Linked DNA regions of Hordeum vulgare: region 1 is linked to region 2. Evidence: chromatin contacts called from public Hi-C data. All regions are on one chromosome and are shown on one strand. Each heading gives the region's core, a stretch centred on a gene start, on an enhancer-like site or on the middle of the called end of the contact. The rest is flanking DNA. Distances are from core to core; before and after follow the strand shown. Region 1 overlaps LOC123443954 (dual-specificity RNA methyltransferase RlmN). Region 2 holds the start of LOC123443950 (carbonic anhydrase, chloroplastic).

Region 1 (5,250 bases), core at 1,710-4,209, 560 kb after region 2:
CCATCATATCTTGCGGTGCTTGTATCTTTTGATCCGTAGCTACGTTGGAGATGATCTCTATGTGTAGATTGATTGTCATGACGCGTAGAATCACTGAACCTATTTGTTTTGCTGTTTAACAACCAATTAAATGCATTAGTTCAGATCTGGACAGAATCGTAAATTAACATGTGAGTTCATCTTGGAGGTGCTATATGTCATTTCCGACCTCATTTAAAATGCCTAGATAGGTAGATTATTTGCGCTTCACCTCTTGCCATGTTTAATCACATTTAATATTTCTGTGTATCTACTCGGGACAGAACTAAATAATTAACGTGGAGTTTCGTCAATATGCAACTCGTTGCATATTGAACTTCACTTAATGTGTAGTGTTTGGTTGTGTGATTTGCCATGTCGTGTCTTGCATGTATTCAGTAGCTCATGCATCATATGTGTTGTGCATCGTGTGGTGAATTTCGTGTGTTGATTTGAATTTTCCGTTTTGCTTCGTCTCGTTAGAGTTCCGCAGCGTGCCGGATTGTGAGGACCCGTTCGACTACGTCGGTTCGTCTGCTTCACGGAGGCATTCTTCTTCCAAGCGGGATCTCAGGCAAGATGATCATTTCCCTAGATACCATTATTATCATTGCCATGCTAGTTATCTCGATGCTATCGATTATGTCTCGTTGCCTACCACTTGTTAAATATCAGCCTCTCAACAATGCCATATTAACCTTCAACCTGTTCAACCTAACAAACCACTGATTGGCTATGTTACTGCTTGCTTAACCTTGTGTTAGCGTTGCTAGTTGCAGGTGCATTGCTTCCATGTGATAACATGGGTTCCTTGTTATATCACCATATTTAAATGCTATTTAATTTAATGCACCTATATACTTGGTAAAAGGTGGAAGGCTCGGCCTTTCTAGCCTGGTGTTTTGTTCCACCTTTGCCCCCTTAGTTTTCGGCTACCGGTGTTATGTTCCATAAATGAGCGCTCCTAACACGATCGGGGTTGTTATGGGGACCTCCTTGATAATTTGTTTTAGATTAAAGCTGGTCTGGCAAGGCCCAACATTGGTACTACATTTGCCTAATCACTTAATAAACTTGCATAGGGACTTTCCGGACCCCGAGGATAATTTAATCAACCCCCGGACCAGTGCTCCTCATGAGTGTTGGTCCAAAACAGAGCACTGTGCGGGGCCACCGCGAGGAAACTCGAGGTTTGGCACTTGTACGCGTCGCTTATCCGTCGTGTCCTGAGAACGAGGTACGCGACTCCTATCGGGATCGTCGACACGTCGGGCGGCCTTGCTGGATTAGTTTTACCTTTGACGAGATATCTTGTGCATCGGGATTCCGGTGATGCTTTGGGTAATCTCAGAGTTGAGGTTTTCCACTAGGGAATCCGACGAGGTCGCGAGCTTCTTGATTGAGGATTTCTATGCGGCTTGTGGTAATTTGTGATGGACTAGTTGGAGCACCCCTGCAGGGTTAAATTTTTCGGAAAGCCGTGTCCGCGGTTATGTGGCAACGTGGAAGCTTTGTTTAACACTGGTTCTAGATAACTTGAAGTTAACTTAATTAAAACTTGTCAACTGTGTGTGTAACCGTGACTGTCTCTTTCGTGAGTTCCTTCTCCGATCGAGGACACGGTGGGGTTATGTCTGACGTAGGTAGATGTTCAGGATCATTCACTTGATCATCAGTAGTTCACGTCCGTTATGCGTAGATCTTCCCCCTCTTATTCTTGTACTCGTAAGTTTAGCCACCAAATATATGCTTAGCCGCTGCTGCAACCTCACCACTTAACCATGCCTCACCCATTAAGCAAATGTTTTTTTTAGTCCTGCCTATCTAATTCGACAGAGCCTCTACTTTTTGAAGTTATGCAAGGTGACATATTGAGACAAAATGAAACGCAAGTTTAGTGGTAATTGGAATTTGGATCTAGCTAGGTAGCGACAAGGCGCGTGCTTATTCAACACACTTAGCTTGGCTGGCATGATAGTAAATTATTGTGTGTTGTTATCGTAAACAATTGTCATGCCATGTCATGTTCATCGGTAGGCAGCTTGGAACTATCTCTGACAGATACAAATTAGAGGTCAATAATGTCTCAGTATGATTGTTCCCTGGTTTGCCGCTTCTTTGATAGGATATGAATAACCAGTAAGGTGGGTCGGGAGGTTGTCTAGAAAATTAAGCACGACCAAGATCCAATCTTTTCATCATGTCGTGGACGCGTGACGGCTATGGAGACACGTCGGGAGCGAGAGAATAGTTGTCAGTCGATTGCTGTTATTGCCTGACATATACGTTATGGATCTTGAGAACTACTACATTTATATGTATGTATAGAGACACCAATATGATGTTGAAAACTACAGCACTGAAAAAAAATGTTAGGAATTCCTTTTTCGTTTTACATATGCCGGAGCAGCGAAAATGCCTATTGGAGCTAGGGCTCCATGGCACCCTTTGTTTTTAAAAAATTCAAAATTCAAAATTTCTGTTTCAAAAAAAACTAAAAACAAATATGCAAATACACAAAGATGAAATGTATATGTGTGCAAAAAATCAGAATGAAATACCTTAAGATTCAATCTGTGCAAAAATAACAAATTCATAAACTTTTGGCATGAATAGTATCATGTGTTAAAAAACCATAAAAAAAATTGACACAGACCTCATTTCAATGTATTTTGTTCTACATCACTGAAAATATGATGTTTAAAACTACATCACTGAATATATTGTTAGGAATTCCTTTTTCGTTTTATATATGCCAGAGCAGCGACTGTTGTAAGAAGGAATACATTAACGAAGCAGGTGCTGCCGTGTGAATCTGCACTTAATTGCGGTTGTTTCAGACGGGCCCCATGAAAAGGCCAGGGCACACGGTATGCTGAAGGTAGAAGAAAAGAACTGATCCAAAGCGTGGATTTGACGACAGAATGCCACAGCTCAGTCATCAAGGCTCCTCAGTCCTCAGCAAGTCTAGTTGCTACGTCGCTACTAGTTCTGTTGGTTACATCATAGACTGTCATCAAAATCTGGCTCGGGCCTCTCGAAAATATTAAACCAAACAAAAGCCTTTTAGAAAACAACAGCCGTAGAGAGAGTCCCTTTGTCTTTTGTTTTCTGGGATGTCAAAATCCAAGCAATCTTTTTTTTTTTGCGAATCAAAATCCAAGCAATCTTCTGCAACTAAAGCAAAGAAGCAGGTGTATCCGTGTAGGCTGTGGAGTACTCCATTTGGGCTGCAGATTAGTGCTAAAGGCGCCCAAATCCCCATGGGTGCGGTCTTGTAATGCAACTGCTTTTGGAAAGAAGGCGCATTGATTGGTGGGGCTTGTGTTAGATCGCTTTGCCCTTTTCTTTTCTAAGTAGGGTGCTCAGGTCAGGTCAGGTGGTGGTATGGCAATGGCATGCACACCTTAATGGTTAAGGTATCTCAAGCAAGGCAAAGCATGCACGTAGGCCCTTTTCTTGTCTTTCTGTCATTCCTGCATCATCTAAATCCAAGATGACCAGCAAAGCAATAGCTAGAGTAGATTCCAGTCTTTTGGAACTAGTACCTCTGCAACAGAACCGACTTTGGCGACTCGGACCGCGTCGGAAGCTATGCCAGATGCCCACATGTCATGCGTCCACTCAAAGTTGCTTGGAGCATGCCGATCCAGAGGTTCGTCTCGGCTTTATTTGATACCTAGCCCTCCCTGCATCAAACGAAGAAACATGCAACTTCTTTGCTGACCAAATGTTCTTATTTCTGCAACAAAAAGAGAGATGATATATACTGTATTAATCAGAACATGGGTTACAATCAGCACAGATCAACCGTTCAGCACTTGCCATCAAAATTCAGAAAATGCTCGAACGGTCGTAAGGCTCGCTCAGGCCTTGTTCGGTTGCAAGGGGTTTGAAAGGGATTGGAGGGGATTGGGGAGGATTAAATCCCCTGTAAGTCAAAATCCACCTCAATCCCCTCCAATCCTCTATGAGAGAGGTTTAACCGAACATAGCCTCAGGAAGATGATTGACCTGAAAGAATCAGCGTGGTTTCATCCTCATTACACGCATATTACTGCCTTGTCTTTATCAGATTGTTCCCAGGCACCTGTTTTACTACTGTACCGATTACTACGTATTTGGCTTCAGAAGGCGACCTGAAATTTCTCAGGAACACGGAGCAGCGGTAGCTGATAGTCACCAGGCTCTCCTAGCTGCCCGCAGGCAGCCATCTGGTCATCGCCTCTGCTTAGCCGCACCATAACGGTAAGGCCAGATTGGATTAACATGTTACGGAACTCGATAATTTTCTCATCGGGCGTCGGCTTGAACTGGGACCCGCTATGGGGATTGAAAGAGATGAGGTTGATCTTGCAGGGAATACCACGAACCAGCTCTGTAAGCCTCTTCGCATCATCCACACTGCAAGCATAGTAAACCCAAAAAAATGAGTTCAGGATTCAAGGGGTAAATCATTTTGCTGCAAGGTCTTCAAAAAAATTTTACTTACAGACTGGAAGCTTTAATTTGTGTACAAGAAACTTGCTAAAACAACAATGTCGACTATATTATATACTGTATAGATCACCATTCGACTCCTCATTTGGCCCATATGCATGAAGCAGTTAAAAATTGAGTAGTACTGGAAAAAAGAACACCCGTTTGCAAATGTTGCTATATCCATGTCCCAAGTAAAAATATCACCAGATGTAAGCTCTTCTAAGAAGAATCGTTGAGATGAAAACAATGAGAAACAATTGTTTAACCCAAGATTCCTGACCTGTCATTCACTCCAGCAAGCATGACGTATTCAAATAGCACTATGGACTTAGGTCTCAAACAAAGTTCCTCCCTCAAAGTGCCAAGAAGCGTACTAAGATTGTACTTTCTGTTAATGGGCATTATCCAATTCCTAACCTGGAACAGGAAGTTAGTGTATACAGCATAGCAAAATAGTGTCAAACCATTTCACCACAATAGAATAACAAATTTTCAGTTTCACCTCATCAGTTGTTGCATTAAGACTCACGGCCAGATCACAATTGGATTCATTGAGGAAGCGTTTTATCTCTGGAACGAGACCACTTGTGGATACAGTAACCTTGCGAGGACTAAACTGAAGGCCCTGCTCATCAACCATTATAGATGATGCTTTTATTACGTTATCTACATTGTGCAACGGCTCGCCCATGCCCTGGAAAAATTAGATATTAATGGAAGATTATTGAGGAAAAGTGATAGCATCTTATT
Region 2 (5,703 bases), core at 533-3,032:
TGTAAATGCTTGCTATGACGGCGTTTCTGCTCTTTTTTTGACATGCATGATGTATTATGCCAAATAATACTTCAGCATGTTCTTTAGAATGTAAGATTAATACATTGGGACGACATATGTGTAGGATTCTTTCTTTGTTGATGGCATCTCGGCTGGAGGAGCTGCTACCACACATGGTTGAGGGTTGCAATCAGCTTCAAGCTCTGCATCACATCACTACGTGTAGCGTTGTGGCGTTGATGCCAACAAATTAAAAGACCAGGCGTCCTCTACCTATGGTTTACAAGTTTTTATGTACAATCTCCTACGTAAAAGTTTGGTGTTTCTGCACATTACTCTTTGTTTTCTTGAGACATTAGTAATCTAAATGAGGATTTGTTATAACCTTCGAGTGTAATAACTTGCATAGGTGGTGTTTGAAAACTCCAAAAAGAGGAAAATAGGAAGCTGACGCATTGGATGACCTAGTCGTTAGTATTTCGAATCAAAGTCAAACTACCCAACATCAAGCCAAAAGGATGGACATCATTCTCGAAGAACCAGGAGAGTAGGAACATAGAGTAGACCTAGCTTAATTGGCGTCGTTCAGTCTTAGCAATAATGCCCGATAGACTCCACCTTATCGCTTTAAGGAAAAGCAGCAACATATTTATGCACTAGTATAAACTTTCTCCTGTACACTTGAGACTTTGTGAAGTTATTTTCAATCCAGAGCACATTATTGTGTTTAATTAACATTATCGCTGGGCACCTCTTTGGAAAACCGTTCTTCCCGCGTATTCTATGCGGTTTGTTGACACTCATGTTGATGGTGGATGCAGGGAGGACTAAAGAAAACAATGCCTTTGTCTGTTGGAAGTTGGATCCATATACTATTCAATGATTGCTTTTGCAAAGTATAGGAGATCATGGGCAACATGCAAGCCCCATGTGCAGATCAAGCTGGTCAACTCAGCTGTGCAGTAATGCGTTTTGGTTCTTTGAGCGCGAAAATGAGGTGCATTTGGTTCAGCCATCGCAAGGCATTGTGGCTGGCATCCTCCCATATTCTGGGAAGAAGATCTAGGCATGTGGCGTGGATCAAAGGGACCCATGGCCCATGCCGTTCCCAAAACAGCAAAGGCACATGCCATGATGCCAAACTTATAGCCAAAGCTTAAGAAGGGCCGGATAGAGGACGGATATGCTAGCTATGCATGGTGCATGCAGTTGCCAAGGCGTGCGTAGTGTAGTGCAGGTGCAGGTGCAGGTGCAGTACGTACCAATGCAGGTGCGACGGGCGCGGCCTGGACGGGGGTGGTCCTGATGAGCTTGGGGCGGAAGGAGGCGGAGGAGGAGGGCGCGGGGGTGCCGAGGCTGGCGGCGATGGTGGAGGAGCGGGCACGGGGCGCGACGGTTGCGTAGCACCAGTTAGCCGCGGCGGTCGACATTGTCTGCAGATGGGCGGTGCCTGGCGCCCTCCTTATATATACGCGCGCAAGAAATAGTGCCGGGAGCGGCTGCGCGCGGAGGACCAAGCTAGCCAAGGACGGGTTGCGCGCGGCGGCGTGCGGCTCGGCGAGGCCGGTGGATCCCGGCCACTGGCGATGGGCGCCCTCATCCCCCCGGCGGGACACCGGATAGGCTCCCGATAACGCGACGCTCCATCGTGGCCAACGGTTCGCGCGGCACGGATCCTGGTCCACACGCGGGAGGATGGGGCCGGAAATTGAAGGGTTTGAATGCGTGGCGTTGGGGGACGTGGGATTACGGTCGAGAGATGGATGACGATATGGACATGCCGCTACCTGCTGCTATCCTCCGCCGCGTATCAGTCAACAATTATCAAAGGTTTTCTTGCTTGGGCCTGGGCCGACGGTGAGGTGTGGTCGCGATGAAGTGGGTCAAGTGTGTGATCAGGATGTGCTCAGAATAAGGTGTGATCAGGATGTGCTCGGTGAATCATTAGCTCGAGAGATAAGACCGGGAACCAGGATACACCTCGGTGAATCATTAGCTCTGGTAAACATCTTCTACGTCAGTAAGGCTTCGTTTGACATGGGTGGTTTTCCTGCCCCAAGGAGGTCGAGGATTGCAGGGAGACCGTTGATGCACGTTTATGTCATTGTCAGAACAAACCATACGAAATAAGATTGTCAAATTCAGATATCTTTTGAAGTGATTGCTTCAAGTATGACAGTGCAAGCTTTCATGTGCCCCTTATATTGCCCATGTCAAGCAAATGGACGGTTCTTCCACTTACAGTACATACAATCTATGGTACCAAGCTTCCCGGGAAAGCCTCTCTCGCATTGATCGTCAATAAATGGGTTGTATCTGTGGCATTTGAATCTCTTAAGTACTCCAGACCAAATACTGCTACCACAACCTTGTGGAACTTCTACAATGATGCAATTCATGAGGACTCACTCATGCAGACATACTCATAAACATGATAACCCGTGAATTACGTATGCAAGCATCCGAATAGCCACATTGCATTTGTGATAAAAGGAGACATCAACCTTTCCAAGGGCATCCTCTTTGCATCATACGCCATCACTCCCTCACGAATATGGTTGAACCCATGTCTTGCCATCCTGGAGCAGTGCCAAAAAAGCTTGGGGTTGAAGAGTGTGAACATGCACTCAAAGTAGACGGTGAAGAGTAGGCAATGGTCGCTTTCTCTTTTCCGATTCAACGCTGGAGCATGGCCCAAAATGGATCCTCTGAACCTCGGCCGCTGCCTAGCAATGTGCTCATTGATGAACAAAGTAGCAACAACAAAATCCTCACCGACGGACGAAGAATCGTCCGAATCACAAATGAAGTTGTTGAAAAAGAATTCATCCCCACTATCCATTGTACCTTGCGGGCAAAGCAACGAACACCTTGTGGGCGTTATGTGGTAGCAACCAGTGAAGAGCTCCACGCCCTCCCCGTACATGCAGGAGGCATGTGAAAGTAGAGGCGAGTGCGGTGAGCGGCGCTGGAGCACGAGGCTGGTGGAAGTGCAGTGGAGGTCGGTGCTGGCAACTGTAGCTGCCCTTGAACCAAAAGTGGAGAGAAGAGGCCACAAATGTCGGCAAGAATGTGCCTTCGGATGCGGCATTGAGGTGGGGGGAATGGGTACATGCGGGAGGAGGAATGGGCATCGTCCAAGCGACCAGAAGTGGGTGGCGGTAGGCCTGGGCGTTCGGTAGAAACCGAAAGTTCGGTTTCTACTGTTCGGTCTTTTTTGAAAATCGTTTTCTAATATTGCTGACCGAAAAGAGCACAAAAAGATTGAAAACCAAAAACTCGGTTAACCGAAAAATTCGGTTCGGTTTCAGTTTATACCGAAGAGAAACATCAATTGTTCTCACCACGTTTCGAGCATGTATTTTTCCTCTGGCAGCAAGCCTTCTTAAGTAGACGAACTCACTGCCTCATCTCGTGTAGCTAGGCGAGGTGGGACAAATCCAAATGCATGCGGAATGAATGAGCGAGCGGGCTTCAGCAGAGGCGATACGTCGAGGCCAGCCTGGCACAATCTGTCATGCAAAAAAGTGGGCCTAATTACCTGTGTTATGTGACCAGCCGAGGCGCCCAGCACGTCTCGCATGCACACATGCGGCAATTTCCATAGCAAGTTCGGTTTATGTTTCGGTGTCCGATATAAAACCGAACCGGCTGAATACAATTCGGTTAGTAAAGTTCAAAACCGAATTTTCCTATAACAGCATGAAAAACCGAAAATTCGGTTTTTTCGGTTTCGGCATCGGTTCGGTCTTTGGTTCATCGGTTTTTATGCCCAGGCCTGGGTGGCGGCAGCGTCCAAGCGACCGGAAGTGGGTGGCGGCAGCGAGGGCAGATGGTGTCGGTTGTGAAAGGGGGAGAGAGAATTTCCTACATGCCACCGGCGAGTGGGCCAGGGGGACAAGGACGGGCATCGTCGCGGACCCTACCAAAATTTGGGCTGAAAATGGGTCGCGGGCGAACGAAAAATAGACGCCCATCTGTTTGGGTCATCATTGGGCCGCTATTCTGTTTGTTTCGATCCAAACGGATATTGACGAACCAAATGTCGTAGCCCGTTGAAATTGGCCTAATATCAGGAAGTCGTTATTATCCATTGCGTCTGTCCTCCCACTCTGTGGAAAAAGAAAAAAAAACAGATCCTTTACTAGATACTACTCCGTCCGTCCGAATATACTTGTCATAAGAATAAATGTATCTAGATGTATTTTAGTTCTAGATACATCCTTTTTTGGACGGAGGGAGTATAAAATAAGAACTAAAATAAAAAAAGTGGAAGGCCGGTCTCTCCTATGTATCTGTACTCCTCGATTTTTATGTTAGTGACATTGGGCGTTGTTAGTACTTTAGTTGCACCTCGTTACGTGGTAGGCCGTCACAACCTTATAAGTGAGAGTGCCACACTTTCTTTAGAATACTCTTTTGGGATGTGATGAGCTCTTCGCTTACAAGGGTGTGTCTGATGGACACCGGAAACGTTCGAATGACCCATGGGGCTCGTACCACCTTACAAGAGAGAGTGTCACACTCCCTACAGGATAGTCTTATGAGATGTGATGGACCCTCCGCTTATAGTGGTTTGTCAAATGTGCATCAGAAATGCCCGAAGCTGGGACATACGTTGGGACCTAGGCATGGGATGCTAACACTCATCCATTTTGTTAGCGTTGGTTTTCTTTTCATTCCCCCCTCACAACTCAAGTTGGAGATACAAAAAAATAAAAAACATGGTCCTCGCAGATAAGATCATTGTCACTTAGGCTTCTCGCGGATAAAATGTCACTGAGTCCTAACATCAAAACCAACCACCCCTACCCTGTCGCCGCCCAAAGCCACCTTCAGACCATGCCTTTCCTTCCCTCGCCTCGGTGACGCCACATTCTGCCCCAACTCACCTCACACTACCCAAAGCAGCTCACGTTTCCCTCACCCCAGTCGATGCCCCCCAACACCGCCTTCAGCAGCATCATGCTTTCAAGCATAATTGGTAAGGAGCCAAAATTGGTTGTTCAACATTTGGAAAGATAAAAAAATTGCCAAAACATTGACAAGTTTTGTGAGGCTAACAAAGGAAGTTCACAACCAACCAATTGGTAGCCAGTTTTTTTGATTGCTTATATATCGTTCTTCTTCTTTTTGGAATATCATTAGCTATGATCTAATTTATACCAATGCAAACATGAGATATACTTCAGATAACTAAGAGCACAACAACAATCAAAGTAGTAAGAAAAGTGAAAAGCAACAAACAATGTACTTACTTGTTTCCTTGAGAACTAAGCTCCTCGAGTACAAACCACCAGTTGCATATGACAATTGGCTTATCTTCTAAGCGTTCTTCCATAACTTTGACACCGTGTGTAGTTCAGGTGTTCAGGTTTATCTCAGAACCTGCAAAGTTGCACAAACAAGTCTAAATAACGCAACCTCGATAGTAGATTTATATTACCACCCATGTTTCTCTTGAAGTTACAAATTCAGAAAGCAATCCAAGTTTACATGTCAATCATTATGCATCACATACAAGTTAGGTAGTATTGAAAATTATAAGAATCAACAAAATGTCCAAGGTTTTTTTATACATACTACTACCATCCAGAACATGGGTCTGATGTTTAAATAAAATTTGTTAGTATAAAGCACACACACATATCAACAAAAAACATAGACCAGGAAGAAAAATAAACTAAAATATGCATTGTGCAA

Evidence for each region. Hi-C and Micro-C count contacts between places; a contact is called where the count stands out from the background.
Region 1: a contact with region 2 is called in a Hi-C map of leaf, with 3 times the contacts expected there. The contact joins the enhancer-like site here to the promoter of LOC123443950 in region 2. A contact is called at or near these places in 2 of 6 Hi-C or Micro-C datasets (leaf and seedling).

Annotation. Positions count from the first base shown.
Region 1 is chr3H:390,808,147-390,813,396 of MorexV3_pseudomolecules_assembly, forward strand. LOC123443954 (dual-specificity RNA methyltransferase RlmN) reads right to left here. Exons shown (of 8, transcript XM_045120529.1): 6 at 5,003-5,194; 7 at 4,781-4,917; 8 at 4,011-4,422. The coding sequence ends at 4,146. Among protein-coding and RNA genes, the nearest start is that of LOC123443954, 20 kb to the right of the region's middle. Within about 2 kb of position 2,960, at least 2 of the 3 cell types and tissues checked have open chromatin away from gene starts, as enhancers often do. A contact at or near this core is called in leaf, where this site is marked.
Region 2 is chr3H:390,245,054-390,250,756 of MorexV3_pseudomolecules_assembly, forward strand. LOC123443950 (carbonic anhydrase, chloroplastic) reads right to left here and starts at 1,783. Exons shown (of 8, transcript XM_045120526.1): 1 at 1,263-1,783. The coding sequence starts at 1,430. It overlaps LOC123443951 (a long non-coding RNA gene), which reads right to left. Exons shown (of 3, transcript XR_006630895.1): 3 at 5,265-5,388.